Regions from separate parts of the Mus musculus genome. Here all the other regions are linked to region 3. A link is a contact called in public Hi-C, HiChIP or PLAC-seq, Micro-C and promoter capture Hi-C data. All regions are on one chromosome and are shown on one strand. The core of a region is the stretch at or near the end of the contact, and the rest is flanking DNA. Distances in the headings are between cores, read along the strand shown. Region 1 holds the start of Acap1 (ArfGAP with coiled-coil, ankyrin repeat and PH domains 1). Region 2 holds the start of Polr2a (polymerase (RNA) II (DNA directed) polypeptide A). Region 3 holds the start of Ctc1 (CTS telomere maintenance complex component 1). Region 4 holds the start of Chrnb1 (cholinergic receptor, nicotinic, beta polypeptide 1 (muscle)). Region 5 holds the start of Gps2 (G protein pathway suppressor 2). Region 6 holds the start of Elp5 (elongator acetyltransferase complex subunit 5). Region 7 holds the start of Dvl2 (dishevelled segment polarity protein 2).

Evidence for each region. Promoter capture Hi-C pulls out the DNA fragments that hold promoters and counts their contacts. Hi-C and Micro-C count contacts between places; a contact is called where the count stands out from the background. HiChIP or PLAC-seq counts read pairs in DNA pulled down with a chosen protein or histone mark. Capture Hi-C pulls out chosen DNA fragments and counts their contacts.
Region 1: a Hi-C map of B cells shows a contact between it and region 3, with 7 read pairs. The contact joins the promoter of Acap1 here to the promoter of Ctc1 in region 3. A contact is called at or near these places in 1 of 39 promoter capture datasets (embryonic stem cells) and 1 of 484 Hi-C or Micro-C datasets (B cells).
Region 2: an H3K4me3 HiChIP or PLAC-seq map of bone marrow-derived macrophages shows a contact between it and region 3, with 2.3 times the contacts expected there. The contact joins the promoter of Polr2a here to the promoter of Ctc1 in region 3. A contact is called at or near these places in 2 of 39 promoter capture datasets (the C10 cell line and pre-B cells) and 3 of 115 datasets of contacts at active chromatin or transcription factors (bone marrow-derived macrophages and embryonic stem cells).
Region 4: a contact with region 3 is called in a Micro-C map of embryonic stem cells, with 5 times the contacts expected there. The contact joins the promoter of Chrnb1 here to the promoter of Ctc1 in region 3. A contact is called at or near these places in 2 of 39 promoter capture datasets (the C10 cell line and embryonic stem cells), 1 of 484 Hi-C or Micro-C datasets (embryonic stem cells) and 1 of 9 other capture datasets (pancreatic islet).
Region 5: a promoter capture Hi-C map of pre-B cells shows a contact between it and region 3, with 4 times the contacts expected there. The contact joins the promoter of Gps2 here to the promoter of Ctc1 in region 3. A contact is called at or near these places in 3 of 39 promoter capture datasets (the HPC-7 cell line, embryonic stem cells and pre-B cells), 1 of 484 Hi-C or Micro-C datasets (B cells) and 1 of 115 datasets of contacts at active chromatin or transcription factors (bone marrow-derived macrophages).
Region 6: a promoter capture Hi-C map of adipose tissue shows a contact between it and region 3, with 2.4 times the contacts expected there. The contact joins the promoter of Elp5 here to the promoter of Ctc1 in region 3. A contact is called at or near these places in 2 of 39 promoter capture datasets (embryonic stem cells and pre-B cells), 1 of 484 Hi-C or Micro-C datasets (B cells), 1 of 115 datasets of contacts at active chromatin or transcription factors (embryonic stem cells) and 3 of 9 other capture datasets (adipose tissue, liver and macrophages).
Region 7: a contact with region 3 is called in a promoter capture Hi-C map of pre-B cells, with 4 times the contacts expected there. The contact joins the promoter of Dvl2 here to the promoter of Ctc1 in region 3. A contact is called at or near these places in 3 of 39 promoter capture datasets (embryonic stem cells, liver and pre-B cells), 1 of 484 Hi-C or Micro-C datasets (B cells), 1 of 115 datasets of contacts at active chromatin or transcription factors (embryonic stem cells) and 1 of 9 other capture datasets (macrophages).

The regions. Positions count from the first base shown.
Region 1 is chr11:69,893,574-69,897,266 of GRCm38.p6, reverse strand. It overlaps Acap1 (ArfGAP with coiled-coil, ankyrin repeat and PH domains 1), which reads left to right and starts at 1,728. Exons shown (of 22, transcript NM_153788.3): 1 at 1,728-1,981; 2 at 2,610-2,667. The coding sequence starts at 1,929.
Region 2 is chr11:69,756,535-69,760,021 of GRCm38.p6, reverse strand. Polr2a (polymerase (RNA) II (DNA directed) polypeptide A) reads left to right here and starts at 1,389. Exons shown (of 29, transcript NM_001291068.1): 1 at 1,389-1,891. The coding sequence starts at 1,799. It overlaps Slc35g3 (solute carrier family 35, member G3), which reads left to right. Exons shown (of 2, transcript NM_019871.2): 2 at 1-138.
Region 3 is chr11:69,013,759-69,017,459 of GRCm38.p6, reverse strand. Ctc1 (CTS telomere maintenance complex component 1) reads right to left here and starts at 1,549. Exons shown (of 23, transcript NM_001013256.2): 1 at 1,295-1,549. The coding sequence starts at 1,327.
Region 4 is chr11:69,794,228-69,797,741 of GRCm38.p6, reverse strand. It overlaps Chrnb1 (cholinergic receptor, nicotinic, beta polypeptide 1 (muscle)), which reads left to right and starts at 1,805. Exons shown (of 11, transcript NM_009601.4): 1 at 1,805-1,920; 2 at 2,008-2,147; 3 at 2,729-2,773; 4 at 3,483-3,514. The coding sequence starts at 1,863. It overlaps Fgf11 (fibroblast growth factor 11), which reads left to right. Exons shown (of 5, transcript NM_001362623.1): 5 at 1-1,674.
Region 5 is chr11:69,912,555-69,916,369 of GRCm38.p6, reverse strand. It overlaps Gps2 (G protein pathway suppressor 2), which reads right to left and starts at 2,350. Exons shown (of 10, transcript NM_019726.5): 1 at 1,937-2,350; 2 at 1,509-1,618; 3 at 1,325-1,437; 4 at 1,152-1,231; 5 at 980-1,062; 6 at 586-739; 7 at 416-505; 8 at 258-337; 9 at 77-172. The coding sequence starts at 2,030. Neurl4 (neuralized E3 ubiquitin protein ligase 4) reads right to left here. Exons shown (of 29, transcript NM_001013414.3): 29 at 2,546-3,243. The coding sequence ends at 3,039.
Region 6 is chr11:69,978,863-69,982,562 of GRCm38.p6, reverse strand. It overlaps Elp5 (elongator acetyltransferase complex subunit 5), which reads left to right and starts at 1,328. Exons shown (of 9, transcript NM_018740.2): 1 at 1,328-1,356; 2 at 2,001-2,349; 3 at 2,504-2,564; 4 at 2,653-2,733. The coding sequence starts at 2,304. It overlaps Ctdnep1 (CTD nuclear envelope phosphatase 1), which reads right to left and starts at 1,395. Exons shown (of 8, transcript NM_026017.2): 1 at 978-1,395. The coding sequence starts at 1,079.
Region 7 is chr11:69,998,854-70,002,838 of GRCm38.p6, reverse strand. Dvl2 (dishevelled segment polarity protein 2) reads right to left here and starts at 2,247. Exons shown (of 15, transcript NM_007888.4): 1 at 1,813-2,247. The coding sequence starts at 2,006. Phf23 (PHD finger protein 23) reads right to left here. Exons shown (of 5, transcript NM_030064.4): 4 at 3,707-3,985; 5 at 2,828-3,601. The coding sequence ends at 3,387.

The sequences.
Region 1 (3,693 bases), core at 479-2,978, 880 kb before region 3:
CAAGAGGAGGAACAGAGCAACCCAAGGAACTGTGCTCCTGGGAGCAAGCACTTAGGGGCTAAAGTAGCAAGGTCACAAAATCAAGCACAGTCTGTTCTACGAAGTGAGAGCCTGCTTCAGAACACAAAACAAAACCAGGGCTTTAAAAACTCACTATTGCCCGACGTGGTGGCACACGCCTTTAATCCCAGCACTTGGGAGGCAGAGGCAGGCAGATTTCTGAGTTCGAGGCCAGCCTGGTCTACAGAGTGAGTTCCAGGACAGCCAGGGCTACACAGAGAAACCCTGTCTCAGAAACAAAAAAAAAAAAAAAAAAAAAAAAGAAAGAAAAAGCCAACAACAACAACAAATAAAAACTCACTGTTGGTTTATTTGGTTAACATGGTACACCTGTGGAGGTCCGAGGTTAGAGGAACTTTCCATAATAAGTTCTGCTAGGGTTTCTGGGGTCAAACTTGGGTTGTCAGACTGGATGTGTGAAAAACACTTTTACACAGTGGGCCACTTTGCTGGTCCCAAAACCTAGGGTCTTGAAAAGGCCCAACCTTGCAGCAGAATGTCCATGTCTGATAGAATCAGCATACTGTACATTTATTAACACCATCTTTGAGGCAGGGTGTACTGGCTGGTTTTGTGTGTCAACTTGACACAAGCTGGAGTTATCACACAGAAAGGAGCCTCCCTTGAGGAAATGCCTCCATGAGATCTGGAGAATCCATGTAAGGTATTTTCTCAATTAGTGATCAAGGGGGTAATGGCCCATTGTGGGTAGTGTCATCCTGGGCTGGTAGTCCTGGGTTCCATAAGAAACCAAGCTGAGGGGTTGGGGAGATGGCTCAGTGGTTAAGAGCACTGTCTGTTCTTCCAGAGGTCCTGAGTTCAATTCCCAGCAACCACATGGTGGCTCACAGCCATCTGTAATGGCATCTGACACCTTCTTCTGTTGTGTCTGAAGGCAGCTACAGTGTACTTATATATAATAAATAAATTTTAAAAAGAAAGAAAGAAGGAAACCAAGCTGAGCAAGCCAGGGGAAGCAAGCCAGTAAGTAACATCCCTCCATGGCCTCTGCATCAGCTCCTGCTTCCTGACCTGCTTGAGTTTTAGTCCTGACTTCCTTTGGTGATGAATAGCAGTGTGGAAGTGTAAGCTGAACAAACCCTTTCCTCCCCAATTTGCTTTTGTGCAAGAATTGAAACCCTGACAAAGACACAGGATTTCTCTGTGTAGACCTGGCTGTCCTGGAGCTCACTCTGGACCAGCTGGCCTCAGACTCAGAGATCCACCCACTGAGTGCTTGGATGAAAGGCGTGCGCTGCCCCTCGCTTTTTTGTCTCCCAGATGAGGGAACTGAAGGGTCAGAGAACTTGTTCAGTGTCACACTGGTTTTTGTGTAGACAGGGTCTCGCTGTGTAGCCCTGGCAGGCCTGTGACTTGCTCTGTAGATCACACTGGCCTTGATCTCACAGAGATCTGCCTGTCTCTGCTGTAATTAAAGGCATGTAGCACTATGCCCAACTAATCACACAAAGTCTTAAGTGACAGAGACAGATTTGACTCTAGACCATCATTTCCCCCTCAAAAAATTTATTCACCAATGGAGAAAGCAGCAGAGAAAGACCAGTGTCCCAGATGGAAGGTGACAGCAGGCAGTCTCTGGGGGAGGGACTGTGGTTTCTGTGATCTCAGCACCCCCCTCCGCCCAGGCCCCACCCCTACCCCTCCCAGAGCTGCCTAGAAGTGGTGGGGTTAGAGCTCCTCCTGGGTTACCCCGTTCCCTTTGGGGAAAGAATTCCAGACCCAGGCTCTTCCTACCAGAGGATTCTTCTCCATTAATACCCCTCTTGGGGGGTGGGGAGTGCATCTGCCTACATCCCCACCTACCTGACCTCCAGGGCCCCCCAGGCCCCCAAAGCAAGTCATCTGAGATGACGGTCAAGCTAGATTTTGAAGAATGTCTCAAGGACTCACCCCGCTTCCGGTAAGTGTGTGCAGGTCCATGAGACTAAGGAGGGGAAGGAAGGCCCAATAGGTCCCAACACCCACCCACCCACCCCCAGCATTCCCCAGGCAGGACCAACCTTAGAGCCTAGGCCACAGGGACCAGAGGGAACTGGTGGGACCTAGTGCCTCTACCACTCAAGCCAGGCTCTCAAATCAGGCATGGAACCCCAGCACTTGGGAGGCTGAGGCAGGAAGGTTGTTAAGTGTTCCAGGCTAACCTGGGCTACAGAGTAAAAAAAAAAAAAAAAAAAAAAAAAAAAAACCCTTTAATAACAGAACCTCCATGCTCTCCGAAGCTCACTTTACTCTGCCTTTCTGCCCCTTCTGGTCTTTATAATTGGCATTCCTCCTTCCTTCTCACGGCATCCCCTCCCCCAGCACCTGCCCCGGGGCGGTTAGCAACTTCCTGCCCTGGCCACATCCACCCTCCTACTCTTCCTGCTCTGGTCTGGGTTATTGAAGCTTAGAATGTGCACAGCAGCACAAGAGCAGAAACTGTCTGGACTCTGCTTGGTCTGTGCATACCCATCACCCCATGACGCCAACCCTGCCCCTGATGCTAAGCAGAGGCCCAGTGGACCTAAGTGCTGTCCATTCTTTCCCAGAGCCTCGATTGAACTGGTGGAAACTGAAGTGTCAGAATTGGAGACCCGCCTGGAAAAGGTGACCACGTCATGGAGAAAAGATGCAGAGTCAGATTAAAATAAAAGATTAGAATAAAATTAAAATAAAAGGTCAGGGAGATGGCGGGAGACTGGGAATGCGTTAGAGTCATTGAAAGTTAACTGTGCCTGGCACACACACACACACACAATTATATTTAAAATCTGGATGTTGCTGGGCGTGGTGGCGCACGCCTTTAATCCCAGCACTTGGGAGGCAGAGGCAGGCAGATTTTTGAGTTGGAGGCCAGCCTGGTCTACAAAGTGAGTTCCAGGATAGCCAGGGCTACACAGAGAAACCCTGTCTTGACCCCCCCACCCCAAAATCTGGATGTACTGGCTCATGCCTTTAATCCTAACACTGGTGAAGCTGAAACAGGCAGATCTCTGTGAGTTCTAGGCCAGCTAGGGCTAAAAAAAAAGCTGGGAATGGGGCTGCGTACCCAGATCCCAGCACTTGGGAGGCAGAGGCAGATGAATCTCTTGTGAGTTCTAAGATAGCTTGGTCTGTTTACATAGTAAGTTCTAGGACAGAAGAGAAACCCTGCCTGAAATACATACATATATGTGTGTGTGTGTGTGTGTGTGTGTGTGTGTGTGTGTATGTAAATTATTAACATATTAATATATACTTTTTGAGACAGGGTCACATGTAGTTCAGGCTAGCTTTGAATTTACCTGTAGTTGAGCCTGGTCTTGAATTCCCAATCCTCTGACCTCTATTTCCCCCCTGGAGATGGAATTCATCTTTGTGCATGTTAGACAGGCCGGGTTCCCCCACCAGCTACATCCCCAGAGCAAACACTTCTTAAAACATTATTGATATTATTTCAGTATATATATTTGGCTGTTTTATCTGGGTAAATGTCTGTGAACCATGTCCACACCTAGTGGCTGCTACAGAGGCTAGCAGAGGGCATTGGATCCTCTGGAATTGGAGTTGCAGTTGTGAGCCACAATGTGGATGCTGGGAATTGAACCTGAGTCCTTTGCATGAGCAGCCAGTGCACGTAGTCACTGAGCCATC
Region 2 (3,487 bases), core at 140-2,639, 740 kb before region 3:
TCAGCAGATAGAGGCTAATGCTACCAAGCCTGATCTATATGGTAGATGGAGAGAACCGACTCCTACAGATTATTCTCTCTATACATTCGCTGTGGCGTGCTTACACACAAAATAAAAAATATATATTAAAGCAAAAAACTGGTGTGGAGAGAGATGCCCTAGGATTCAAGGGTGACTTGGGACTAAGTGGAGAGGAGAGACCGGGAGCATGTACAGGAACCAGGGTATGGAATTGGGGCTGGGAACAGGGAATAAGGGCATCACTCAGCAGCGAGGTCTCAGATCCAGAGGACTAAGGAAGCCTGGTAGTGGGTCAAGGGGATTAATCCCACAGGCAGGAAAGAGAAGAGCGCTGGAGATGAAGAACGAAGAATGCAGCTTGTCAGGCGAACAGCCAGCACTGGGGGAGGGGCGTGTTTCCTTTCCTTTGGAAGGTATTTTGCTTTCCTCAGTGGTGGTGCTCCCTGTCCGAGCGGTGATGTAACGCTGACATCAAGCATGAATGAATCACTGTGGTTGGCTGAGCAGTTGGCTTTGCTTTGAAAAGGAGTGGAAACATGCTCTTTTGGGAGATTCCCTTGAAACACTCAGCCGCCACCTTATTTCTGAAGTCGTCTGAAAGGTGTAGGGTTTCCTTGACCCCGAATTCCCCAAGACATCCCTATTCTGCCCCACCGCTAATCTGCTTTTCTCAGATTGTCACGGTCGCGTGATCTGCGGCTCCTGGGTAGCAGCCATTCTACTTTCAGAATAGGCCTCCGGGCTCGGGAAAAGCTTGGGCTGAACATCGAGCGCCAGGGCTCCGTAAAGCTATTAGAGCACAGGCGGTGCCCCAACGTCCTGGGGCCTCTCCACTAATAACGGCTACTTCCAATTGATTGGACGCGCCATCTTGCCTGCCTTATGCATATTCAGCGGTGAACTGAATATTCATGAACGAGGCCCGTCCCGTCCCTCCCTCCTTCCCCCCACCCCCGGAACCCGCTCCGGAGGACCCGAAGGGCCCCGCCTTCATTACCGATGCGTAGGACAAACCATTTTCCCGATGTGTGTGGGGGGATACTAATGAGAGACTTTAGCTGAAAATGAGCCTGAACTCCGAAGCTGAGTAAAAATGGCCTAACTTTATCCTCCGTTCTGTAAGTCCTCGGTTTGAGTGCACGGGAAACCCGAAAGGAGGACGACAGGACCAGGAACATTCTCCTCCTCCTGTCGCGTCAGAAAGAACACCCAACCAGGGAGCCGGAGCCCTAGCGTCAACAACTCCGCCGCGCGCGCTCCGTGTAGGCCGGTGCGGGCGGCCCCGTAGCGCAAGGGAGGGCGGGAAAGGAAGGGGCGGGACACAAGGGCGAATCTATAAAGGGCGTCACTCAGCCAGTTCTCTCCTCAGAAGCGCCGAGAGCGCGACCGGGACGGTTGGAGAAGAAGGTGGCTCCCGGAAGGGGGAGAGACAAACTGCCGTAACCTCTGCCGTTCAGGATCCCGGTTACTTATTTATTCGTTACCCCTTTTCTTCTTCCTCCCTCCCAAAACCTCCTCCTCTCCTCCCTTCTTTTGTTTCCTTTTTGGGAGCCGACGAATCTCCGGAAAGGGAGAAAAGGCTTTCTTTCAGCCCTTTTCGTTCCTCTGCCTTCCCCCCCCCTTCCCCCCTCCCCCACCTTTCCCTCCTCCAGCCTTTCCCTCCCTATCCCGGGAGGTCTTTCCTGGTGGCCGCCCGGACGGGTTCTGAGCACTTAGGCGGCGGTGGCGCAGGCTTTTTGTAGCGAGGTTTGCGCCTGCGCAGCGCGCCTGCCTCGCCATGCACGGGGGTGGCCCCCCCTCCGGGGACAGCGCATGCCCGCTGCGCACCATCAAGAGAGTGCAGTTCGGAGTCCTGAGTCCGGATGAATTGGTAAGATAGTCCGCCCGTCTCTCTGCTATGCCTTTGGCTGATGATCCTCTGGGAAGATGGGTCAGTGATGCTGATGTTGTGCGGGGGTCCAGCCTTCAAAAGTTAAATTATGCCAGGACTTAAACAAGCGAAATGCTATGCCTGAGATGAGTGCTTGACTGGACAGAGAAGAAAGATGTTTCCATACTTGAGCATTGCTGCGGTTCAACGAGACAGGGTTGAAAGTTGTACAGGAAGTGGATCCCCAGTTTTAGTTCTTTCACCAATATTGAGCATCCTGCTATGTGACAGTAATCAGACACTAGGAACACAGCTGCACAATAAATATAACAGAAACTCTACCTTCTAAAACACTATGGGAAAAACAGAGAAGAGAGCTTAAGAACAAAAAGAAATGAGCAAAAATAAGTACCTAGATTAAAGCAAAATGAGGAAATGCTGTAAGAAGTCACTGAAATTGAATGGTGTCAGGGTTTGGAAGACATACTTGCCAGGGATGGTGACATTCCCAAGTAATATCAGTCATCAGAGCTATTTTTTTAGGTGGAGGAAACAAGTGTCATGGGACTGAGAGGGAAATAAACTTGTATTCTAGAGACTGAAAAGCCAGTGTTGGGGCAGGCAGGGTTAGTGGGTGCGGAGAGTGCACTGAAGAAGCACGGGATATTGTAAATTACGCTCTAGAGAGTCCAAATTTCTGTTTTCAGTAGGAAACCACTGGGTAATTATAAAGGTGACAGTAGTAACTTATACACACACGCATGTACAGAAGCTCCGTAAAGAGCTGATGTGAAGTGGGTGAGGATAGACAAGGGATAGCTTTTGGAGACTTGGACTTCTTCCTCCTGAGAGGAATAGAGAGTGGAATTAAACAGCTGATTCTAGACTGAGGCAGTCCTGTTGGGGTAAGGGCTCAACTATAGCAGAACTCAAAAGAAAAAACAGAAAAACCTACATCAGGGCTGGTAAGATGGCTCAGCAGGTAAGAGAACTGACTGCTCTTCCGAAAGTCATGAGTTCAAATCCCAGCAACCATATGGTGGCTCACAACCATCTGTAATGAGATCTGATGCCCTTTTCTGGAGTGTCTGAAGTCAGCTACAGTGTACTTACATATAATAAATAAATCTTAAAAAAAAAAAAACAAAGCCCTACATCAGGTTTCTGGACATCCAAGACCTCACAGACCGACACAAAATAAATTCCAGATAATTAAAGTAATAAAACATTAAGAAAGAACAGGATTTTAGGGGAGCTGATACCAGAGGACAAACCTTACATTAATAAATAAAGGTAAATTTTCTGATGATCCTACAGTAAGCTAAGCATTGTACTAAAAGAGTAAGGCAGACATGGGCCACTTTTATCAGAGGCTCTAGAACAGAACTAAAATAAGTATATTGGGAAACAAATTTGTACTGTGATGGACAGGGTTTGATTTTTCAGGGTTTTGTTCTGTTTTGCTTTTGAAGCAGGGTCTCTGTATGTAGCACTGGCTATCCTGGAGCTCATAGCCCAGGCTGAATTTTGCTGGGACTGAAAGTCAGCCTTGTGCATGCTAGGCAAGTGCTCTTGACCACTTGGCTACATGTATTT
Region 3 (3,701 bases), core at 300-2,799:
CTATACCCTCAAATACTTGAATTGCCTACGTTTGCTGTGGTGGTTGTTGTTTTTAAAACAGGGTTTCACCATGGAGTCTTGCTACCCTGTAACTTGCTATATACACCAGGCCTGCCTGCCTGTGCCTCCCAACTGCTGGGATTAAAGGCTTGGACCACCACACCCGACTGCATCGTCTACCTTGAACGAACGACCTTTAAAAGAGGACTGTTGCTCAAGGATCTCTCCTTTAGCTGAGAGTTCTCTCTCCTGAGAGCTGGTCTCATCACTCTGCCCAGCACTGCAGCACAAATGTCCTCTTTAAAACCACTCCAGCACTAAAGCCATGTTCACTGATCAGCCAGCTAGCTTGAATCCTTGGCTACTCCTTAACTGGCTCCCTGTCATTTACAATATCCACCCCTTTAAATTCTAATGTCTTACTCCTTTGGGTTTGTTTGTTCTTCAAGACAGGGTTTCTCATCATAGCGCTGGCTGTCATGGAACTCACTATGTAGACTGGCCTCGAACTCACAAGAGATCTGTCTGCCTCTCAGTGCTGGGATTAAAGGTGTAAACCACCATGCTTGGCCTTCTCTTTACCTCTGGTACCCCAACACTAACACTGCTGTAGTGGAAGAAGATACCATAGACTCTGTTTTCAACCATGGTCTTTCAGCTCAACCGTCCACAGTACACTTCAGTAAAGTAAGACCCAAATCTCAAACAACCACTCCTTTGTCCAAAAAGGGCCACCAAGTGCGAGACATGTAGAGGCTAGCCCAGTGAATTACATAGCAAGCACCAGGTGATGTTAACGTGACGCTGTCATAAAAAGACCACTAACAACTACCAAGAAGTTGTTGCTTAGCAAGTCAAGACAGTTCACTATTCCTTCTGACCCCTCCACCTCCACCCAATGGCATTTAGCTTTTCAAACGATATTTGCTTTAACTCTTGCTTAGCAAAATGGCTTCTGCTGCCTAGTACCGTTTTCTGATGCTTTCCCGCTTAGCTAACCGGGGTACCCATCCAAGGACTGGGGCGTTTCTCCTTTCCCAAACCAGCTAAATCAGAGGGCCCCTGTAACCACAACAACCAGCAAGGCTAATCTCCCACAGAGCGTAAACCTTCGACAGTGGGCGGAGACGTATTCCAGGCTAGGTCGACCCTGGAACAAAGGGCCGGAAAAGCCTCCGCTCCCCAGGCCAAGACCATGGGCAATGGATGGAAGGAGTATAGGAAGAAAAGAAATTCAGGACAAGAAGGGAAAACAAAACAAAAAACCCACGAGAATCACACAAACAGCACTCACGGAGGTAGGTGGTTGTGCTCGGCAAGCAGCCATGATGAGCCAAACCCCTACCCTGAAGAACGCGCGAACTCCGGGCGCAAGTGCTCACGGGAGGGAACCTGTGACGTCAGGGAGCAGCACTGCCTCTTCCCTCTGCATCCACCAGGGTACTGGGGCGTCAGGGACCTTTTGCGGTGAACTTGCCGTAAGGAGCCTACTGGCCTTAAATTTGCAGCGACCCTTCCGCTTCTGACTCCTAAAGGCGGGAATTACAGATGTGCGTCACCAGATCTGGCCTGTTTTCCTTCTATAGTGACGGCGCGTCCGGATCCTAGTGTTTCACGTGGGGTGGGGCGGGCGGGAGACCGCTCGAGCGCACAGTCACTTGGCTCATAACACCTAAAATTTTCAGTCTCCCTGATCTTGTCAAGCAGAGATGTGCAATTTAAAAGTAGCCACAGACTAGATGGGATATCGCATGTGCCTTTAATCCCAGCAATCCGGGTGCAGAGGCAGGGGGATCTCTGCGAGTTTTGAGTTTCAGCCTAACCTGCTCTTCATAGTGAATTTCAGGCCAGCCAGAACTACGAAGTGAGGACAAAAAAGGGAGCCACGGGACACCATTAGCATATGTGATATGTGCAGTGGACTTAAGCCACTGCTGCATTTAGCAAGTCTTTTTAAATTTGTTTTTTACTCTAATGTCTAGAACTAATTTTTGCTAAAGAATTTGGTGGCCATATGTGACTCAATTCATGAAAGCCTTTGCTTTTCCTAATTCAGTCAGTCAGGCAATCAAGAGCTCAGTACTGGCGGAGGAAACAGAATTCATCTATGTGGCAGGCACATAGGATCGGGGTATATTCATTGAAGAAAACAAAACAAAAACCCTCTTGTTCTGAGGCAAGGAGATTGACGGGAAAACAGGCAAAATATATGGAGAAGAAAGAAAGAAAGAAAGAAAGAAAGAAAGAAAGGAAGGAAGGAAGGAAGGAAGGAAGGAAGGAAGGAAGGAAGAAAGAAAGGAAGGAAGAAAGGAAGAAGAAAGGAAGAAAAAGCAAAGCGAGGAGATTGTCTGGCATTCCAGTTCCAGGAGACCTGGCGCTACCTTTGTTGTTGTTGTTGTTGTTTTGTTTTGTTTTGTTTTGTTTTTTTGTCTTTCGAGACAGGGTCTCTCTATTGCCCTGGCTGTCCTGGAACTCACTTTGTAGACCAGGCTGGCCTCGAACTCAGAAATCCACCTGCCTCTGCCTCCCGAGTATTGGGATTAAAGGTGGCCCGGCTCTGGCGCTACCTTTTGAGTAACTGCACACGTGGTACACATACATTCATGCAAGCAAAACACTCAAACACATAAAAAGCAAGATAGAAAAGGAACCATGTGGCAGTGCAGTAATCCCAGCATTCAGGAGGCAGGAGAATCTTCCTGAGTTTAAAGCAGCCAGGGTTACATTAAAAAAAAAAAAAAAAAAAACAACCAACAAAGTAGCCAGTCAGTAGTGGCGCATGTCTTTAACCCCAGCAGAGGCAGAGGCAGAGGCAGGTGGATTTCTGAGTTCCAGGCCAGCCTGGTCTACAGAGTGAGTCCCAGGACATCCAGGGCTATACAGAGAAACCCTGTTTGGAAACAAACAAACAAAAGAAAAACAACAAAGTATTACACCTGCAAATTACTGTATCCCTTCATTCAGCTTCACTTTTGATGCAAACAACTCCTTCTGTCATGAAATATGCACTGTGGTGATGAAAGAGAAGTTGGGGCAAAAGCCCCACCCTAGTAGCCGTGTCTCAACTAAAGATTTTGTAGCACAAGAGAGTCTCTGTTTAAGGGGTTTTATTAGTTTCTTTTAAGACATTCTTCAAGCAGGCCTGTTGATCCTGACATTCAAATTTACTGAAGGGAGGAAAGACTCAACTTCATAAGGAAGGAAAAAAGAAAATGATAAATAAACACCCAGTGTCTACTTAAAAGCAAAATGGAGCTACCTAGTCAATGACTAGCATTGCCTTCAGTAACAGGCTTTTTAGAGGTTTTGTTTGTTTGTTTTTGTTTTGTTTTGTTGTTTTATGTTTCTGTTGTGTTTGTTGTTTTGAGACAGGTGGTGTATCCTATAGCACCATATTGGATCTTGAATTTGCTCTTTGGCCAAGGGGGACCCCTGATCTTCCTGTCTCCTCTGGGGAGATTATAGGCTTGTATCAGCAGGACAGGTTCATAAGCTCTTGATAAAAGAAAAGTTTGGCCGAGCGTGGTGGCACGAGCGTGGTGGCACTCACCTTTAATCCCAGCACTGCAGAGGCAGAGGCAGGCGGATTTCTGAGTTCAAGGCCAGCCTGATCTACAGAGTGAGTTCTAGGGCTACACAGAGAAATCCTGTCTCGAAAAATCAGGAAAAAAAAAAAAAACCGTTTGGAGCCAGTGTGGTGG
Region 4 (3,514 bases), core at 556-3,055, 780 kb before region 3:
TCCTTCTCTCTCTGCTCTACCTTCTGACTTGGTCTGGACAGGTTCTGATAGAGCTGGTCACCCCAGCCAGGCAGGGCCATCCCTATGTTCTGTGTTGGAACCCAAGTATGTATCCTTTCCACGTCTATCCTTGTCCTAGATGGACACCTCCCACCCCTGGCTTTAAAAAAGAGGCCCCCTACTGTAGCAATTGGCCTTGGTCTGAATTGGGACCAGTCTCAGGTCACCACTGATTAAACCTTCTTATCCCAGAGACACCCAATTCTAGAACGTGGTATTCTAGACCTTTCTGGAGCCATACTTCCTCCTGAATCTCAGTTCTAGGACATAGCCCATGACTCTCAGCCCTTTCTTCCCGGATGGAGCTAGGGCCTGTATAGCCATATTATTGTACTAGAGTAAGTTCTAGACCTACCCTTCCACTTTCTCTAGCAATTAAAGGATGAGCTATGGGTAGAACTCAGCTATGATTAATTAAAAACTGATTGGCTCTGAGCTGTGCTTGGTGGCACACACCTGTAATTCAGCACCCGGGAGGCTGAATCAGACAGATCCTGAGTTGGAGGCCATCCTGGGCTACAATAGCAAAACCCTGTCTCAAAAGCCAATACACACACACACATACACACACACACACACACACACACACAGAGAGAGAGAGAGAGAAAGAGAGAGAGAGAGAGAGAGAGAGAGAGAACTAATCAGTACTGAACGGATCAAGAACCACTTCTTGCTTTTCCTAAATAATTTTCTAAAAATAGTCCCTCCAGAATACTAACCTTACTTTTACATGGTTTCTAGTTTCAGCATTCCAACTAGGGTTCTGCCAGGGAGACAAGAGTCTGGGGAAAGATACAGGAATTCTGGAAGAATATACCTGGCTCCTAGAAGGGAAGCTGAGAGGGAGAAAATGCCATGGTATGATTGAACCTGTGTCTGAACACTTAGCTACCTCAGCAGGAATTCCTTCCAGATCCCTTTTAAAGCTGAGGACTTTCGTTCTGATATGGTATGCTGCATCTGTGAGGTAAAGGAGAGGAGGAGAATCAGGAAATAAAAGGCTAGCCTGGGCTACCTAGTGAGGTCAGGGCCAGCCTAGGCTATGTGAGACCCTGTCTCAAACAACAGGAAGCTAAGGTCTACAATGAGAATAACTCTAGAATTAAAAAGGACAAATAGGGACACAGCCTTGACTCCCCCTCACAGCAGAGAGACCCCCAACTCAGCAATAAGTTCAACTTCTCCGAGCCCTCTACAGGTCAGGCTTAGGAAACGAGGAGCCTCTTGGGCTCCCAGACCTCATATGTATCCCCAGAGCTTCTAACTAAATAGAATTTACTTTACTTTACAGCTTTTAAACCTCAGGTGGGTTCTAAGTACCCAAAAAGGACCTGAAAAACGGAGAAAGCCATGGGGAACCTCTAGTAAAATAGGAGGTAGATTCTGAGTCTAGCAGATGTAGGTGGAAACGTCTATTGAGGTCCTAAGGGAGGGGCTAGTGCTCAAAGACAGGTCACTTTTCCTCAGGCCCTTTTACTTCTGGCTTGTTGCAAGAGATGCCCCCCTCCCTCATACAAACCCCGCTCAGGCTCCGCCCATCTCCTGGCACTGCTCTCAGGGGACGGGGTCTCCACTTCATGCTTTCTGTAATTAAAGATGATTTATACAACCGGAGTGTTATCTGACATTTGTGAGTGGAGGGCGACTGCAGTTGCTCCGGGCGGGACCAAGTCCCGAGGGCGGGGCGGGTGGGCTGGCGTCTGGTCCCCCGACAACAGGTGCACATTCCTGGGCGCCTCGTCACTTCCCCTGGCCTGAGGCCGCTATCCGGACAAACTTCACTGAGCGAAAGAGGCAGGGCCATGGCCTTAGGGGCGCTGCTTCTGCTTCTAGGGGTACTCGGGACGCCCCTCGCCCCAGGTAAGTCAGTTTGGGTCTCCAAGAGGCAGTGATGAGCAATGGTCACGGCCAGCCCCGGGAGCGTCACTTAGTGCTTTCCTTCGTCAGGCGCCCGCGGGTCGGAAGCCGAAGGCCAACTGATTAAGAAACTTTTCTCCAACTATGATAGCTCGGTGAGGCCGGCGCGGGAGGTGGGAGACCGCGTCGGGGTCAGCATCGGCCTCACCCTGGCGCAACTCATCAGCCTGGTGAGAGCGGCACTGCGGGTGGAGTCGCTGGGCAGGACCGACTGGGGGCGTGGCTTTAGACGCTGCCCAGAAGATCGACAGCCTGGGGGCGGGCGGGTTATGCTAAGAGGCAGACAAGCCTTTGGCGGTGATTGGGTAAAAATCAGACCAATGAACTAGTTCATGGGCGAGGCCTCTATGATAGGTACAGAATACTGTTCTGCTAACTCGCCTGTGGGCGGGTTTTGAGGCGGAGCTGGGGCAGAAGGACCTGCTACCGGGAGGACCTCGAGGCGGGGCTGTGTAATATTCTAGCAAAGTCCAGCAGAGCTTGGTACCTAAGCAGTCAATAAACAACTCTGAGCGGAGATTCAGAGTTGTATCCATTAGACGCCGGGCGTGGCCCGTGACTTAACCTCGACGTAAAAGAAAGGAAAGCAGGCACCAAGGCTGGTGTTTCGAGATTGATATGAGATGGAGTTTGCACCCAAGAAGGTGCAATTTAGAGAAAGGGACTAGAGATTCCATGGAGAAAGTAACTCACCGAACCCTCGTTTCCACCCACTTCATTTCACTTCTGCCTTTTAACTTTTCCATTCTAGAACGAGAAGGATGAAGAAATGAGCACAAAGGTGTACTTAGACCTGGTATGGAGACCTCGTGGGTTAGGGAAAGGCACCCTGTTTCCTTTATATTAATCTCCTGGAGTCCTCATCCCAGTAAGATTTTTTTTTAATAGTAACTCACAACGTACACATATAATAACTGAAACAGAATTTTCGATCAACAAATTTAAGATACAAGTTTGGGGATCACTAATTTGAATTCCCATCCTTGAAAGATCCTGAACTGCATGCAGGTTGAACATCACTTTAGGGTGGCTAGTTCAATCTCTTCAGTTATTTCTTAAATTATTCTATTTTTATTTTATGTGAATGGGTGTTTTGCTTGCATATGTCTGTGAAGCACATGCATAACTGGTGTCCGTGGAAGCCAGAAGAGGGCCCCTGTTCTCCTGGAACTAGAGTTACAGATGTTTGGGCCTTCCACGTAGGTGCTCGGAATCTATTTTGGGTCCTCTGGAAGAGTAGCCAGTGCCCTTAACCAATGAGGTATCTCTTTAGGCCCCTTCTTCGGTTTGAGACTGAAAAAAGAGAGTTCAGTCCAGGGCTCGGGACTGGGCGGAGGAAACCAGTTGACGTGAATCCCAGACAGTGACAGCATAGCCAGAACCTTTTTTCCTTTTCTCAGCCCTGTGCTTCTCCCCTTTGCACCCTCTTCCTGGCATTCTTTCTGACACCTCAAGCCTCTCCCAGCCCTTTAGCCTGAACAGCCCTTTAGCCTCTGCTTCCTTAGGAGTGGACCGACTACAGGTTAAGCTGGGACCC
Region 5 (3,815 bases), core at 1,101-3,600, 900 kb before region 3:
CAAGGGGGAGGGGACAGTTACAGTAAGAGGTTAGTCTTTCCCTGGTAGTATATGTAGGTTTGATTGCCAGCCTTACCTTCCCTGCTGCTTGTATCTGTACGGGAAGCTGGGGGGAAGCCAGGAGTCCAGGGGCTGGATGCAGAGCTTGGGGGTGCATGGGCCGCAGAGAAGACTAGGAGACAAAGCTGACCTTAAAGGGAGGCATCCTGGGGCTCCCCTCATCTTAGCACCTTGGCCTCCCAGGACTCCATACTCACTGAGTCCGAGAAGCTGGTCTGCTGGTTGGCATGCTCCATCTGTTTCTGCAAAGAGAGGGTACTGCCGGGCTGGAGGAACCCTGAGGGGAGGAGAGTTTGAAATGAGCAGGTGGCAGTAGGACTCCTGAAGGTAGGGCTCCTGCCCAGGGGGATCTCACCTGTCTGAGTGGGCTGAAAGTGGCCATGCACTGCATAGGGTTGTGGCTGTGGCTGAGATAGGTACTGCACTGCAGGAAATGCTGATGGGGCTGAGGAAGGTGGGAGATGATCTGTTAGGGTTTGATGCTCTTGCTCTTCTTGCCCCTAGTCTGAGGAGAACAACACTCACCTCTGAGCTGCTGGCTAGGACTATAGGCTGGTTGTGTTGGCCCATAATGAGGTGGGGGCTGAGCAGTCCCATAAGCACCCCCTGGACTGCCTTGGAATTGTCCATGTTCTGGGGTTCCTGCAAAAGCAGCTGCTGATCCCACGTAGTGCCGGGTCTAAGGGGAAATGAAAGCTCACTGCTTAGGAAAAACCCCATATGTATATATATATGCCTTTACGCTCAGCTCCTACATACACATGCTTGGTATATTTGTTCTTGAATGATTGGGATTAACAGTACTGATCCACAGAAGGAGGAGACATGGAGTTAGGATCAGATTTCAAGACTAGTCTTGGCTAGTAACTTAAAAAGCCAGCCTGAAGAGTTAAAAAAAATCAAAAAACCTTTCCCTCACCGTAAGCACTTGTGGTCCAAACATCTGCTTGGCTCTGTCAGCTGCCATCAGAGTACCTGGGCGATTGTGTCCTCCAGGGCTCCCTAGAAAGGGGGAGAGGTTTCACGATGCTAAAATAGGCAGCGACCTCCTGGAGAACTCCCCTGTTAGGCGGTTTCCTCAGTCCTCTCACCCTGCATGCTGAGGAGGTGGGTTCCTGTATGAACCGTCAGGCTCTGCTGGTATGCAGCTGATGTCAGAGTGGTTAAGTCACTGGAGTGGAAGGAAGACAGGTCAGTTAGCCTCTTGCTATTAGATTGTCACCTGTGCCACTGCACAATTTTACTTTTAGCCATCTCATCACACCTCTGTTCCTTTCGCCTCCGTTTTTCTTCCTCATGCAAAACTTTCTTGAGCTGCAAGAAAAGCTGGTGCTTCTCCTCCTGTAGAGCAGAAAGCTTCTCCTGCAGCTTCAGGATCTGGAAGAGGGACGAGCAGCTAAAGCAGGGAAAAGAAGGCATCGAGAAACAAGTGTGGAGAGGCTACTTACCTGTTCCTTGGTCTCCTCTAGTGACATTCTCTCTTCCATTTCCTTTTTCTTTCTTCTCTCCTGCTCTTCTTTCATCTTCTGTTCCATCATCTTGTCCACCTCTTCCTCCTCTGAAGAATCAGAACGGGGAAGTGGCAAGGCGGTGTGAATAAGCTGAGCGTTAGACTGAAGACCAGCAAAAACCAGTTACTCCATCACAGCCACAGGGAGAACTTGGCTTCATTAGGTGCTCTCCAAGGTCCTTCCCAGCCCAGGGTTCTGGTCTGGAACTTAGACTGGGCCTCTTCACTCACACCCCGAAGGCGCCGCTGCCTCCCTCTTAGCCTCGCCAGCAGGCGCACAGCTGGGCCCGTGGATGGGGGCAAGTTCGTGGGTAGCAGGGCCACCCTGAGCCGAGTGTCTGTCCTCCCGCTCTGGCCCAGGCTCACCCTGCCGTTTGCGCTCCCGCTCCATCATGATGTGCCGGTGCAGAGCCCTGGCCATAGCGTTGGAAAGCTTGGGGCGCTCCAGGAGTGCGGGCATGATGCTGTTGGTGACGCTTGGGCAGTGGGCACCCGACTCTCACTGACTGCCAGACCTCAGGCGGGGCCTGCAGGGAAGTGGGAGCTTAGAGAGACTGCGACGCGCCGAAGCGGAAGCCCGTCCGCCGCCCGCTCGCCACTTCGATCACGTGTCCCGGGCACCAGCGTCCCTCCGGGGTCTCTGCCTCAGCGCCGGGGCGCGTGCGAGGGTCTTAGGCTCCGCGCCCCCGCCCCTCCCTCGTAGCCCTGGCGCCAACCCCCGCAACCCGCCTTGTCGGCGCTTTCTCCGAGGCCTTCGGCGCGCCTTGGCCTCTACGTCATATCCGGCGGCCAGGATAAATCCTTCCGGAGTCACGACGGCAAACGGCACAGCCGATTGGAGGAAAGGGAAGGCGGAAGCGCTTAGAGACGGGTGCCGGGATGTCCAAACTCCATGTGGATTTACAGAGCGGCCTGGGATGATAAAGCCCCTAGAACTCTTCACTCGCGAGGCCGCGGGAGACAGAGGCGGAGGCAGATGCTCTGAAGACAGTATTTATTGGCTCCTTAGAAATCAGAGTCAGTAACAACTGTACAGAGGCCCACAGCGTCCTCGGGCAGCCCTTCCTTTTACCCACTCCCTCCCCATGGCGCCCAGTGGCCACGGAAAAAGCAGCTTCATGTGGGCACAGAGAGACTCCTTTGGGATTCACAGTAACCAGAAACAAAAACGGAAATAAATTAAGTGATATGGGGGAGGGTAATAATAGGGAGTCATGTTCCCCAAGTCAGTGCATGAAGGGGGGACCCCGAGACGAGCTGGGCTCCCTCTCAGCAGAGGGAGTGTGCTGGGCCCTGAATGTAGAGATGTGCTTCACACCTGCTCTAAATCAAAGCCTGCCTACGTGCTCCTCCTTGCCAGGACAGCACTGGACATGCTCTCAGTCACGGGAATGAGGTGGAGGCAGTCGTCATTCAAGAGTCCTGGGCTTGAGGCCCGGCTGTGCTTGGAGTAGTGGTATGTCACCCCTTATTCCACTCGTACCAGCAGGGCATAGAGGAGTGTGGCTCCCTTCTCCTTAGTGACCCACTCAAGTTCCGATGGGCTGAAGTGCTGGTCAGGAAGTTCTCTGAGGGCCGCAGAGGGAGGGCCAGGAGTATAGGAGCCAGGGCGCACACACACCTGAAAGGCCACCTGAGCCTGGTGTGTCCGCTGGGATTTTGGGTCCCGGAATCTGTTAGCCAAGCAGAAACGAGAGAAGAGTAAGGCTCCCAAGGTCCATGACTGCTAATTCTGCCCCCTCCACCCAGGCCTTGCTGTTTTCTGGGAAATACTGTTCACCGTGACTGGCTTAGCACCAACTATTGTGTATGTAGTACTCTCCTCCCCTGGCCTGCTCAGCTAACTCCTCCCCAGCACTCTTCATGTGTTTATTTACCCTGGCACTCTAGTTCACGTCTTCCAAACACTCCAAGTGCACTTCTCATCTACTTCACCCACTTTTGGGAGACAGTATAGGGTCTCTACCAGGCTGGAGTCAACCTCCCTATAAAGGAAGGACAACCTTAAACTTCCGACCCACTGACCCTGCCACTTAGTGTTAGGACTCCAGGAATTTGTTACAATGCGCAAGCACAGTTTAGGTAGTACAAGGGGTCAAACCCATTGCCTGGTGCAGGATATTTTGAAAGACTTGGTATCCATACACATTCAGAAAAACAGGCCTACAGATGCACTCATCTAATCCACACTCAGCATGGAGATGGAACCAGGAACTGAGTGTTCAAGGCCGGCTTCAGATACAAA
Region 6 (3,700 bases), core at 79-2,578, 970 kb before region 3:
CTACTCAGTCATTTCCCCCCAGAATCTGACTTCAGGAGATTTACTCCAGAGGGCATGTTCATTAAGAAGTGATGGTAAGCCAGGCGTGATGGCGCACGCCTTTGATACCAGCACTGGGGAGGCAGAGGCAGGTGGATTTCTGAGTTCGAGGCCAGCCTGGTCTACAAAGTGAGTTCCAGGACAGCCAGGGCTGGGGGCAGGGGCGGCGGGGAGGAATGGTAGCTGAAACAATGTTTACCTTGGAGAAAAGCTTGAGGGAGAGAACCCAGAGATACCTGGGTTCATCCAAACAGTCTCTACACTCCAAGTATCCCTTCATAATCGCTAGAGTCGCCTGGAGAAACATGCCCACCTTCAGATGCAAGCTCTCCAGCTAACAGCCAGCTTGTCTAATGAGACACCCAACTTTAATGTGCATCTGACAACTAAAGATGCCTATTGGAAAAGCATCGTTTTCTGTCCCAGGGTCTTAATAATAAGCCCATACACACAAGCTAGAGAATTCCAGAGCCTTTTTGGAGGAGCTCCTTCACACCCAAGGCTTTTCCTCAAGTTCCAATTCCTGCTCCATATGCCCTTCTACCCACCCACACCACTGACAAAGGAGTCTGACTTTCAACAGGAGGGTCTTTCCAAAGCCCATATCAATAGTTCTGGCTACCAGCAAACAGGTGTTCCCGGCCTCTTCTTTCTTTAGCAACAACTCTAGCTTTCGTAAGGAGAGCACCATTCTAGCCCCCGAGAACTGCCAAATCCTATCCCATTTAGGCAGATTAAGAAAGAAAGCAAACCCAGTAAAAATCATGGTTCTTTTATTAAGGGCTGAACCTTGCTTAAAGGTGTCCTACTTCTCCAGCGGGTAAAGCTCTGGCCAAGGCTCCCTTCCTAGGCCCAAAGCAGAGGCCCAGCACTATCCAAAATTCCGCGAGCACCGCGGACAGAGGACCCCACCACTGGCAGCACCCAAGCAAACTCACCGTGCGGATCTGCCTCCGCAAAAGGTAAATAAAGAAGCTCCAGAGCTTGGCGGCGAAGGCCACGAACGTGCGCAGCCCCAGCAGACACTGCGTCCGCATCATCCCGATGACCCCGGCACCGCCGGCCCCGGGGCCCCCGCGGCCCAGCTCCGCCAGCCCCCCGGGGGCAGCCCCCCGCCGCAGGGAGGGGGAACGGGGGCCCCGAGCGGCAGGAGAGGCTGCAGAGATGAGCACGGAGTGGGTGGCTTAGAAAGCCACCCCCAGCGAAGGGAAAGCCCAGCGGAACCGGGAACTGGGGGACTGGCGTGGGCAGCCCGCGGGGGCCCACATGAGCGGGAAGTGGCACCGACGACTTCGCGTGGGCTGCAGGCCGAAACAGGTCGGGCTAGGACAGGGTCCTCTGAGACCAGGAGGGAAGGGGATGGAGAATTGGGGGAGGGGGCAGTGGGGGAGGGGGCTAGGGAAAAGGGAGGGAGGGAGATGGGAGGGGAAGGGGGAAGCGAAGGGTGGCCTTCTGCGCAGGCGCGCTAGGGGTCTGCCCCGGGAAGGGGGCGGGCGGGGGCGGCGGCGGCGCGCGGTGGGCCGCGGCGATTCTCGGGGGCCCCCTGGGCGCAGGAGCTGGGGAGGAGGGGGAGGGGGAGCCGAAGGGCACGGATCGCTGGGCCGGAGTGGCCTCCCCCTCCCCGAGGTCAGGATCGCTTAGCCGCTGAGGAGCGGGGCTGCAGCCTCTGCAGCTAGGCTTCCCACTCTGACAGGCGCCATTTTACCGCCCAAAGGGCTCCCTCCTCTCTTCCCTCCTCCTCTTCCCCTCTGACATTACTTCCGGTAGTGACGTGTATTCACTTCCCCGGGATTGCTGTTTCCCTCAATTCATTCTGAGGAGGGAGGGGAAAGTTAAGGAAAGCTCTCTGCTCTGACCCCGGGGTGCAGCGTTACGCACGCGCACTAGGTTACTGCGGGGCGGGACCTGGAGAGAAGCCAGGCGCCGTGTGGGCGGGGCCGAGTGACATCATTTATTCCCAGGTTCGAACCTTCTTCGGGATTGGAGCTCGTGAGACCTCTGTCCTTGTCCCCATCCCACTGATAACTGTTCCAACGGCCCTTCTGGCTCCAGTCATGGTGCAAGAGTAGATTAAGGATGTTGTCTCTAGGACTGTGTACAGAGACTCTGGAGCGGCCCCTCCGTGTAAGCCCCCTGAGAATACGGAGCATAAAAAAACCAGGCTCCTCTTTCCGGACTTTGCGGTCCTTTAAGGTTGGAAGCAATCGTAAGTGCCCCGCCTCCTCGGTGGTGACGACATCAGAAGGCGTCCTGAGGCGTCAGAGATGCTGGACTCGTTGTTGGCCATCGGTGGTTTGGTGCTTTTGCGAGGTGAGGGATCAAGGCATGCGGTGGTAGCCTTGGGCTTGGCTGAAGGAGCGGGAGCCTGGAGGACCCGCTGGGGATGGATACCCAGCTAGGGGTGGAAGTCGTGGTCGGAGCCCTGAGGGCTCAGTAGGTCTCACCCATCCTTGGCTCTCCCCAGATTCCGTGGAGTGGGAAGGGCGTAGTCTCCTGAAGGCTCTTATCAAGAAATCTGCACTTCGGTGAGTTAGCCCACAGTTTCTCCTCTCCTTCCCGGAAAGGGAGCCGGTACCCCCACTCTTCAATATATTTCCTTCATCTCTGCCTTAGTGGGGAGCAGGTCCACGTTCTGGGCTGTGAAGTGAGCGAAGAAGAGTTTCGCGAAGGTTTCGACTCTGATGTCAACAGCCGGTGAGTATACATTAAAACAGGTTTCATTCGGACTACAGCTGCTAAGGACGTCTCTTCAACAGACAGCACAGAATCTCATACTGTGGAGAAACTGGTATCGTAGGGTTTGGAACAGTAAAAATTAAAAGACTAGCGAGATGGGTTTTTTTTAGAGACTTTAGCACCAGCTTGCCGGCTTGACTGAAGGGACATGAATGAGGCTGTTGCTCACTCAACAAAAGAGAGCAGTAAACGCTTAGATAGTTTGCTGTATATACATAAGCATTCTGGCTTTAATGTTTGCACGTTAATGCATAGTCAACCAAGAAACACTTGAGTTTCTTCTAAAGTTGATGTCATCATCTTTTATATAAGTGTCCTTGGAGTTGGTTTGTTCTAGGCCTTATTATAAGGCTCAAGACTATAGATGCTAGAATTGAACTGAAAACACAAGGCAGGATAAAGGAACATACTAATTCCAAAGAGTAGTAGGCTAAATTAACCTTTGGATAGAACTTTTTTGCCCATTTTATTTTATTTTTCTCAGAAAAGGACATTTTGTTTTTTGGTTGTTGTTTTTTTTTTTTTTTAATTGATCTCATTATGGGGCGGATCTCATTATGTGGTGTAGGCTGCGTTACAACTCACTGTGTAGTCCACAGTAACCTCTTAACTCCCAGCCTCATATCCTGCCTCATCCTCCCCTATGCTGTGACTATGTTACATGCCACATGTCCAATTTATAAGATTTCTTCAATTTAAAAAAATGGCATAAGATCACTGTAATAGCACACACTTTTTTGGGCTTTATGAGACAGGGTTTCTCTGTATAGCCCTGGCTGTCCTAGAACTCTGTAGACCAGGCTGGCCTCTGCCTCCCTACTGCTGGGATTAAAGACGTGCGCCATCACGGCTGGCAATAGCACACACTTTTAATCCCTGCATTCAAGGGAGATACAGGCATATCTCTCGAATCTGAAGCCAGCCT
Region 7 (3,985 bases), core at 998-3,497, 980 kb before region 3:
ATTATAATGCAAAAAGAACAACCTTGATATAAACCCAAGACCAACTCCCTAGGCAGCATCACCTTCTCCACATCGAACAACTGTTAACAAGGGTCCAGCCTGTTCAGGGAGCCGAGGGGGATGTGCTCCCACCACAGGGACTTTCACAGGTAAGAAGTCTCTCCCCAACCCAGGTGGTAGGTCACCTTCCTGTCCCCAGGACCCTGCTATCCCTGCTTGTCAACTCAGGACATCATAGCCTAACACAGTCTGAGCTTGGGGACACAGAAGGCTCAGTCCCAATCTCTACAACAACAAGAAACTGCCTTAAATTATAGTCTCAGTCCAGCACAGGGTCACCCAGCATGTCACAAATCACCCCAGAACTCCATAGCCCCCAGCGTCCCCACACAAGCAGCCCTTTGCACCATACTGATTACAGTACCCCATTCTGCTATGATGTAGCAGTACCACTACCCCATTTGTTCCCACTTGTCCCTGTCTTGTAACTTGTAAAAAGCCCAGGTCTGGGCCAGGCATCCTGACTGCCACACGTTATCTAGTTCCAGCACTATGGATGCAGGTGTAGAGGCAGGGCTGCTACAAGTTCAAGGCAAGCCTGTTCTATATTGTGTTCTAGGTAGCTTCAGTAACAGAAGGAAGTTCTTGGCTCAGCAGCAGACTGACTGGCTCTGGAGAAGACTGGAGTTCAAGTCCCAGCACACACATAGTGGCTGGCAGATGCTAACTCCAGTTCTAGGAGATCCCATGCCATCTACTGGATTCATTGGGCACTGCATGCTTGTGGTACACACTATGCATGCAGAACACCCAAACACATAAAGTAGCTTTTGTTTGTTTTATGACAAGGTTTCTCTGTGCAGCCCTAGCTGTCCTGGCACTGGCTCTGTAGACCAGGCTAGCCTTGAACTCAGAAAACTGCCTGCCTCTGTCTCCCAAGTGCTCAGATTAAAGATGTGCACCACCACTGCCCAACACATAAAATATCTTTAAAAAAAAAAAAAAAGCAAAAAAATCCTCCAACTCTCTTCAGCCCCCAGGGGGTATCGGGGTAGCGGGGAGAGGAGGTTCTGGCCCTAAGAGGAAATAAGAACTCAGAAAAGTTCAGAATGGTACATGCTTTGCCAGGAAAGTCTACTTCAAAACAGCCTAATATATCCCAATAGATCTCGCTGCAATATTACAGACTCTACCATCCCAAAATAATACTATGGAACCTGATTAATAAGCCAGAATAGCCTAATTGTCTCACTATAGCCCGGTCTACATAAAAACACTGCATGCCCAGCATATTGGCTCACACCTGTTTATTTCAGCTCTGGGGGCTAAGGCAGGAACTCCATGGGTTCGAAGCCAGCCTAGGATACAAGGAATAAAGCCCTACCTCCAAACAAAAGAACAAATCAAAACAGGCAAACAAAATTACAGACTATCTCTATCTAACTCGCGTGCAGACGTCTGAGAGCGAGCATCCCAGCTCACCAAAAGATAGATGGCTCTAATCTCCGCACAGCCTAGCATAACCTCAAGCATCACTTCTTTGCCTTTTGGCTAAAATCATGGAGAGAGAATGGCCAAACAAACCAGTGTTCCCCATTCCTCCAACCTAATTTTCTCGCCATCCAGCCCTTTCTTCTATGTGTCCAAATATAACCTTGTCCGTCTTGGGATGGGCTTTCTACCTTAGCACAGTACAATATGCTATGCTCCACTACAGGCCAGAAACAGTCCAAGGTAGACCGGTCTCCCTCAATATCGCCCAATCCACTCTAGCATACCCACCGTCCTTCCCAGTCTAGGCCTCGCGCTTACCCAAAATCCTGATCCATGGACTTGAAAAAGTACTTGGCGCCCGCGGGCCGCTGCAAAACGCTCTTGAAATCGCCGAGCGTGATGCGCTCCGCCGGGACAGGGATCTTCACCAGGTAAGGAGTCTCTTCTTCATCCAGATGGTAAATCACCTTCGTCTCGCCTACACCACCGCCCCCCGCGCTGCTGCCCGCCATGGTCTCGCTCGCGCGCTCCCGGGCTCAGCCGCCCACCCAACAGGACTAAGCGCCCCCGCCGCGCCTGCGCACACCCGCAAACTGACGCGCTAGCGCCAACAGCGCAGGGCCAGTGCGGAAGACGTGCCCAAGGAGGATGGCGGGGACCAGCGGGCTGATCGGGAAGAGCTGTGTGGCGAGACTCAAAACCTAGACCGCACAGTCGAGGGCCACTAGCTCCACGGACGTCGCGAGCAGCACCGAGGTCCCCGCCCACCTCTCCCCATGCCACGTGACCCAAGCCCGCCCACTTTGCGCAGCCGACTGTGCTTCACGTGACTTCCTTGAGTCACGTTACTACAAGCTCCACCTAGACACTCACGTGACCACTGCCTTGAGCAACGGTCTTCAGCCCTAGACGACTCCGCCCCCAAACGTGTACAACCCGCCCCCCCCCCTCCCAAGTACCTTAGCAAGCTTCTACTCTTGGAATGCTGGCAACTGGCCCCCACTTTGCCTTACCCATCTGAGGTTCAAGGCACCTCAATAGCAACTATAAGAGGGGCGGGGATATGGGCTGATGAGTGAGAATTGTAACCTGGGACCCTTAGGGCAGTACTCCTACTAGACTGTACTTGGGATGAGAAAGCCGAAATAGTCTTCAGAGATGTCTGAGGGGCATTAGACAGTGCCCAAGCCAGATTTGGCCCCTAAACTTCCCATCTCCACCTCCCAAATTGTGGAATTACAGCCCTGGACTTACAAGTGGCCTTCAGCCCCAACTCCACCCAAGACTTCCACCAGGTTTCCCAAAGATCCCCTCCCCAAATAGGACAAGGAGGGCTGTAAAACACAAGAGCCCACTCTGCTTTATTTACAACACGCAGGCCGTCTGTCTGAGCAGCCGGCCAACAGTATTAAAAACGAGGCGAGTGCTAATTGACACCTTTTTCTTTCCTTCCTCACTCCACAGGCTTTGGTACTCCACCTCTGAGCAACCTCGCTCAAATGGGGGAGCCCCAAATTAAAAATACATCCGGTGTAAAAGAAAGTAAACGGGAGAGAGAAGAAACATGAGGGGAGTGCTGTATTTACACTACAGTTTTATAGACAACTATCCCATTACATCCCAGTTTGAGCCCTGGACCTGCAAGTGAAAAGGGTACAGGGTTGACTGGACAGAGATTCTGTCTACAGATCCAGCCTCCCCGACCCAACTGTAATGGGGTCAACTTCAAGTCCATGGAGCAGGAAGGACAGAGTAGAAGACACTCATTTCCAAATACGTCTCCCTTGGGAATTGTGGCCCTCAAGTGGGGACAGCCTCCTCACTCCAAGGGAAGGCTGGGGACCCTGAGGCTCAGTTCCCAAGTAATGTCACAAGTTCCAGCCTTAGTGATGTCAGGGTTCTCCAGATTTGGGGAGACCCCCTAACCGCCGGGCCTCTGGCCGAAGTTCCTTGCATTTCTGGCAATAAAAGAAGTCGGGAACGTTGGTCTTCTTAATCTTAGCACAGGAGAGGTGGATCCACGTCCCACAGAGGCTGCACTCAATCATGGGCCGCCCCGCAAAGGGCTTTCTGCAGTAACACGTGATCAGATCCCAGGAGTCGTCACCTGGAAAAGACAAATCTCTTTAGTGTTCTGCTTCAAGGCGTCAACTCCTAAGAGCCCCCAAAGCTATCACCTCTGCTCCCCACCCCGGGCAGCCCAACTTCTCACCTGATTCTACCATGATGTCCTCATCCATGACCCGCATCTCGCCTTCACTGGAGCTAGCATCTCCATCTTGGCTTGTTTCTGTGCTGCCCACATCTTTGCCTTCACTGTCAGTAGGGGGAGCACCTTCAGAGTGCACTGTAACAGGGGGCCTGGGGGCCTCAGGGGGTGTTGGGAGCACAGGGGCTGGGACTCCACCCCCCACTGTCATCTCTTCCTCATCATCTTCCTCTTCTTCCTCTTCCTCCTCCTCTTCAGAGTCTGTATCACTGGGAGGAGCCC